Linked DNA regions of Zea mays: region 2 is linked to region 1. The links are chromatin contacts, called in public Hi-C maps. All regions are on one chromosome and are shown on one strand. The core of a region is the stretch at or near the end of the contact, and the rest is flanking DNA. Distances in the headings are between cores, read along the strand shown.

The links. A called contact is a pair of places that touch in the nucleus more often than the background predicts.
Region 2: a Hi-C map of tassel shows a contact between it and region 1, with 3 times the contacts expected there. The contact joins the promoter of LOC103653298 here to the promoter of LOC100216617 in region 1. A contact is called at or near these places in 3 of 25 Hi-C or Micro-C datasets (ear, leaf and tassel).

The regions. Positions count from the first base shown.
Region 1 is chr4:60,273,120-60,276,334 of Zm-B73-REFERENCE-NAM-5.0, forward strand. LOC100216617 reads left to right here and starts at 1,705. Exons shown (of 4, transcript NM_001366965.1): 1 at 1,705-3,071. The coding sequence starts at 2,178.
Region 2 is chr4:60,548,978-60,552,560 of Zm-B73-REFERENCE-NAM-5.0, forward strand. LOC103653298 (abscisic acid 8'-hydroxylase 3-like) reads right to left here and starts at 1,369. Exons shown (of 9, transcript NM_001347215.1): 1 at 961-1,369; 2 at 548-866; 3 at 176-328; 4 at 1-98. The coding sequence starts at 1,181.

The DNA of each region.
Region 1 (3,215 bases), core at 455-2,954:
GTTATCCGCATTGATTGAGCAAGGAGAACCATCTTCCGCACTCCGAATTCACTAATATTTATTTCTAATCCTAACTCCGGGTGAAGTGCGTGTCCAAAGTTTATAATTTTCAGGTTTCTCCTATTCACCCCCTCTAGGTGACTTTCAAAATACAAACCTAGGCACAAAAGAAACTAGATGTTAATGAAATTGCAAGATCATAAATCTAATTAACTATAACATGGGAGGAGTAATTTGGTCCATAGTATTCACTAACTCACTTAGCAATGACATGATCTAGTATGATGCATAGCATAATATGCACCCTTCCTTTGTCAAGTCTCCAAATTCCTATTCACCCCCCTCTTGCCTTGGCTTGCTTGTTCATCTTGATGGCCACCAACTTGTGATTTTTCTTCTTTTTCAACAAGTATGGTGTAGTGGCTTTCTTATCAACCTTGTTGGTGTGGGAGTTAGAGAGTTTGGTTATTTTTTGTCATACCCAGTTTTAAGAGTAAAACCGAATGCATAGCATATGTGTGTCAGGATCTATTTCCACACATATGTTGATGTCAGAAGTGTAATATATCAAAAAAACAATGCATAAAAGCGTAAATAAATATTATTAACATATTACACTTCGAACAGACATAATGTCTTAACCTTTATTCATCAAAGTTCAACGAAACATGAGCATCCTTCCACGTGAAGATGACCGAAGAAATCACTAGACTAGTATCCAACAAGTTCATCATCATAATCTTTATCTCCAACCTTTTGATCAAAATTAATCAAGTGTGAGCTTACTTATGATGGAGGCTCAGCAATTAGAATGAAAATGCAAAGTTAACAAGATAAGACTAAGGGGGTGTTTGGTTACCCCAAATTAAAATTTAGCCTCTGTCATATCGAATGTTTGAACCTCCGTTCCGGGTATTAAATGTAGTCGGATTATAAAACTAATTTCTCAGCCGAAGATTAAAAGACGAGACGAATCTAGTCCAGTTGGTTGGGTCTATATTTCATACTCCTATTTGAAAGTCAAATGCTTGATGTGACCCGGACCAAACACCCCCTAAGGGCTTGTTCGGTTATTCCCAATACACATGGATTGGATGGGATTGGAAAAAATTGAGAAGAAGTTTGACTTGTTTGGGATTCAAACCCATCCAATCCCACTCAATCCACATGGATTGAGAGCTAACCGAACAAGCCCTAAAGTTTAACGATATGTAAAATCAACTGATTATTCCTAGTTCTGAACCACCGGTGCACGAGGAACAGTTCCATGGTAGCCAAGATCTGGTTGGTACGATGCTTCCGTGAATGCGCCTACCCCGCGCACCTGCCCACTGACACCCACCAAGACCAACTGATGCCTCGGCCCCATGCTGCCCTGGCCCACTCGCCGGCGGTACGGCCGCGGCGGCACCAACCGGGGTGGCGTGCCTCGTAGGTGACTTATGTTCTTGTCGGGGAGTAAAAAATGGCTGCCAACGGAGGTGCTGTGACTGCTGCTGCCCCCCCCCCCCCCCCCCCCCCCCCCACACACACACACACACGTCTCGCGCTTTGATTGGCCTGACGTCGCCTCTACCGGCTCGATCCTGGGTGCGCCGCCACGTAGTACGCCCTTCCGCCTCCACTGCGGCACGCACTGCCTACCCCTCCCTCCCCCGGACGGGCCGGACCCTCTGCGACAGGGGCAGCGTGGCAGTGGGTGTGCGGGCGCGTGCATCAACGCAGACGATCCGGGCGACTTCACGTTATCAGTTAGCACGTACACGCACACCGCCGGCACCGGCGTCGGGAGGGACACCTGTCGCCCGCCGCACTCTGACCTCCGCCCCCGCCGCGCGAGACGACAGCGCCCGCACCAAGACGAGGCAACTCGGCGAGCGGGACAGGTGCTGCCAGCGCGAGCCTCCTCCCACCCAACCCCAACACCACCACCACCAGACACCAGTCCACCACTACCACTGAGGCGAGCCGGAGGCGCACACAGGCACAGCACAGTCCGGGCCCGTGCCTTCCAATTCGGTCGTCGCACACATCGATTGAGCCCGCGCACGAGCCCATCGCTTTCGCTTTGGCGTCTTCGAGAACCCGCAAGCAACCTATATAGCCCGCCGCGAATTCCGCCTGGCTTCCTCGTCGCCCGCCTCGTCGTCGCGCCGCAGTGAGAGGAGGGGGAGGCGATGGATCTCAACGAATGCGAGAGGAGGGGGCCGGCGGGGCCGGATCCGCTGTCGAGGCAGGGGTCGATCTACTCGCTCACGTTCGACGAGTTCCAGAACACGCTCGGCGGGATGGGGGGAGGGCTTGGCAAGGACTTCGGCTCCATGAACATGGACGAGCTGCTGCGGAGCATCTGGACCGCCGAGGAGAGCCAGGCCATGGCGTCGGCTTCGGCCTCGGCCTCGGCCTCGGTGTCCGCGCTGGGGGCAGCCGTCGACGGCGGGGCGGCGCTGCAGAGACAGGGGTCTCTCGCGCTGCCGCGCACTCTCAGCGTCAAGACGGTGGACGAGGTCTGGCGGGACTTCGTGCGGGAGGCGCCGCCCGGGACGGCTGGCGGCGAGGAGCCGCAGCCCAACCGACAGCCGACTCTCGGGGAGATGACGCTGGAGGAGTTCCTGGTCAGGGCCGGGGTCGTCCGTGACAACCCTGCCGCGGCAGCTGCTGCTGTCCCTGCGCAGCCGGTTGCTCCACGGCCGATTCAGGCGGTCAGTAATGGCGCCTCCATCTTTTTCGGCAACTTTGGGGGCGCCAATGACGCCGGGGCTGGAGCGATGGTGTTTGCGCCGGTGGGGATCGGGGATCAGGCCATGGGCAACGGGTTGATGCCTGGGGTGGCTGGGATGGCAGGTGGTGCGGTCACCGTGAGTCCGGTGGATACGTCGGTGGCCCAGCTGGATTCTATGGGCAAGAGCGATGAGGATCTGTCATCGCCAATGGCTCCGGTGCCATACCCCTTTGAGGGAGTGATAAGGGGAAGGAGGAGCGGTGCGGGTGTGGAGAAGGTTGTGGAGCGGCGGCAGAGGAGGATGATCAAGAACAGGGAGTCTGCAGCTAGATCCCGTGCCCGTAAGCAGGTCACACCCTTTTCCTGAACTCTTGCATGTGTTGCATCAGTAGTAGTTGTTTCTTATTGCAAGTTGCTTCTGATAAATAAGCACATTGGCCTTGTCTATGCCCTGTCCAAATCAACGGATATTTGATTAGGTAGTAAGGTAGAC
Region 2 (3,583 bases), core at 119-2,618, 280 kb after region 1:
AGGGCGTTCAGGAGGCCATGGTCGTCGTCGTCGTCGCTCCGCCGCGCCCTCCGCTCCGCCAGGATGCCGCTCAGCACCGCGCCCAGCCGCTGCCTCGCCTGCATGGGGGTGCGGTGTTGATGACATTGTGACGATGAGGGGAACAACAAAGAACAGAAATCCTCGGCCGCAGTACCTTGATGGCCTGGCTGTAGCTGGTGCAGGCGACCGGGATGGGGAAGCTGTTGTAGCCTTTCTCCATGGTGAAGTAGTTCCTCCTCAGCTCCTCCTTCACGTGGCCGGCCAGCCGGTGGCCGAAGATGGCGATGACGCCGACGTCGAAGGTGAGCTGCAAACCAAGGGCAGGAAAATGCCAAGAGGTCGGGGTGGGGTGGCCACCGTCAGGAACTATAACTACGGCAGCGCATGCGCGCGCACCACGCGTCCACGCAAGCGTACAGTGCAAGAGCTAGAACGAAAGACCGGCAGCACACGCATTGCATTTCTTTTCTTTTCTTTTGGGGGACCGTTCGCAGTAGCGCTGGCTGGCACTGGCACTGGCACGTACCCTCTTCATGGTATGGAAGGTGCTGGTGACGCGGCCTTCCCACCCGTCGAGCGTGGACGCCACGGCGGCCTCGACGTCGGGCACGAGGCCGCGGAGCGCGTCCGGGCCAAGCCAGCCCTTCACGAGGCGGCGCAGGCGGAGGTGGTAGTCGCCCTGGTGGAAGAAGAGGGCCTGCGCGCCAATCATGCGCTCCTTGCTCGGTGGGTACGTCGGTTTGAACAGGTGCGCCTGAGACACCAGCACCATCCGCGCCGCCTCCGGGCTCGCCAAGATCACGCAGGGGCAACCCAGCACGTGTGTCTTGAACACCTCGCCGTACCTATGCGGGCCGGCACAGACAATTAGTCTCGAAGAAAGATGATGGCATTTGCATCTAATTAACAGAACAATGGCCGGCACTCTTGTAATAATACCTCTTCAGCCTGGAGGCGAAGAAGACCTTCGGGTTCTGGGAGTAGAGCTGGAGAGTCTCGCCGAGGAACGGCAGACCCAGGGAGCCAGGAGGCAGCTTGTGCTCCTCCGTGCTGCTACTGCCACCTCCGGTTGTTCTCCGTCGTCTGCTCGCGTCGAGCAGCAGCACCAGCAGAGTGAGGGAGACGATGTAGATGCAAGCTACAGCGAGGAAGAAAGCCATGTGGTGTGGTGGCCGCCCCTACGCTGCAACTTGTAAGAAGAGTGATCCTCTCTCAGCCTCAGAAGGCAGCCAAGTGCCTTCGTTGTACTTCCCTTTTGTACCCGAGTGCTATTTGAAGAGGAGCACGAGGGGAGAGGGGCACGAGGGGAGAGGAGCGATCTGAGATGATCTTCTTTCCAAACGGTGGTGGTGAGAGGGGAGCCACATTTGTGGTATTTATAGAGATCCAGGAGGCAAGTGGAGAGGGTTGTCAATGGAAATAGCACTTGTCTGATCCTGGTCACACAATTTCTAAAATATTAGGGGAGTAGAGAATAAAATAGGCTAAAACCAAGAGCATGCATGTGTGACTAGAGCAACTCTAACATTGCCTTACACACTCCATGTTATGTTTAGAGGCGTGACAAAAAAAAACTATGCTCGAGCTACACTTCCTTTTTTTCGAACCCTCCTTGTTATGGTTACTGCAGAATTGATTTTCGCTAAGGATCCGTCCGTTTGGATCCATTTATTTTGAAGGAATTGGAATGTACTTAATAGAGTGGGTTATTTAACTTGGAATTTGACATTCCACCATTTTTCAAATTTTTAGATATAAATCTATCTCCAAAAAATTAATACGGTGAAAAATGAAAATTAATTTTACATATCTGTAAATTTATGTTCGTACTCTCTATCTTATAATAGGATCTTTGGCTTGCTCTCATATAGTAGGAATATAACATATAAACCATATGGTCAATAGCAATATACATAATATATTTCACATAAAACTAAATTAGCTTAGTTCATCTATCTCTAAATTACAATTATTTGAATGGAATTTATATAACTCAAAGATTCCAAACTAGGCTAACGGCCGGTATTTCAGCGTTTTCTCTATTTAAAATTAAACGATGTAAATTATTTTGACCGTCGGTTGAGAACTAGACGACTCTCAAAAGTTGTACGCTGGGCAGTCTTTAAATACTATACTAAAGCACTAGTTTACATGGTTCACAATTTTATAAAAAAAACAATCCTAAAACTTGCTTCAAAGAACCCTCTGTATCCAAAATCCACGAGCTTTGCGCGCAGCTTTTCCCCCAATCCTCAACTCATTTCTTTCCATGAAGCCATGATGTTCTGATCTATATATGGTCGTAGCACACGGACACTGTACTTTGTATGTACTAGTGCCTCCCCCTCCCCCCCCCCTCACCGTTGACTAGAGATGGCAATGGGGACCCGATCCCCGATTCCCCGCAGGGAATTCCTCCATTAGGGGATGGGGATGGGGAAGAAACTTCCCCCGCGGGGATATAAACGGGGAAAATTTAACCCCCGACGGGTAAACGGGGATGGGGACGGGGAAGCATTCCCCATCCCTGTTCCCCGCGAGGACCCGTTAAACTTGCATGTGACTATGTTTTTTGTACTAGTTAACGACAAAAATAAATAATTACCTTATCAAGAGACCACTAATTGTACAAATGTGTTCATTTTGATGTATGCATAATGATTTCTTATATCTGACAATGTGTATAAGCGGCAATATTTAACATTAATAGCAAAGTATGTATGTCTTAATTGTAATTTAAACGGGGATGGGGATCCCCGTTGGGATTTATCCCCGCGGGGAACGGGGATGGGGAAGAAATGCTCCCCGCAAGCGTTCATGGGGATCCCGCGGGGAAGTTTTTTCGTCACGGGGACGGGGATGGGGAGCTATTCCCCGGCGGGGAATTCCCCGTTGCCATCCCTACCGTTGACGTTTTGCTTCTTGGTTATGGCTGGCAGGCACCATGTGCCCACGTTTCGCCATATGGTTCGTGCTCGCTCCATTGCGTGGAGCATATGCATGGGGACCTGGATGTACTAGGTGAAAAGTTTAGATTTTGTGGCAAGCTAGTGTCCTTTACACGTCTTAAAATTTATCCACATATTGTCGCCATGCACACACATATATATATTTATATTCCACGGAGTCATACGTATTTTGTTTTGTTAGTAATACCGTGAAATTAACCATGCATATATAATAATGTTAGTTGGCTGCACGCATGGGCAGCCCTTATATCTGTGCCTACCTAGCATCCTGCTAGGTGCTAGCTAGCTTGCCGTTTATCTTGCACGTAAGCTCTGTGCAGTGTACGTACCTGGTATATATGCCCACAAGTTAATGAACTGCCCGTGCACGCAAGCCCTACTTTCCAGGCAACGTCAGCAAGCAGATCCATGCAAACCTGAGTCCATCATGCATGGCCCGGAGACCGTGCAGAGAGATAGCAAGATCGTCATGCATGTACAGTCGTATATGTGTGTTATTCTGTCATCCGCCACGTGGCGACATATTTGCATGTGCATGCATTATTCTGGATGAATGCATTTTGGTTTTGGTTTCCAGAAGTACTCTTGCTTTT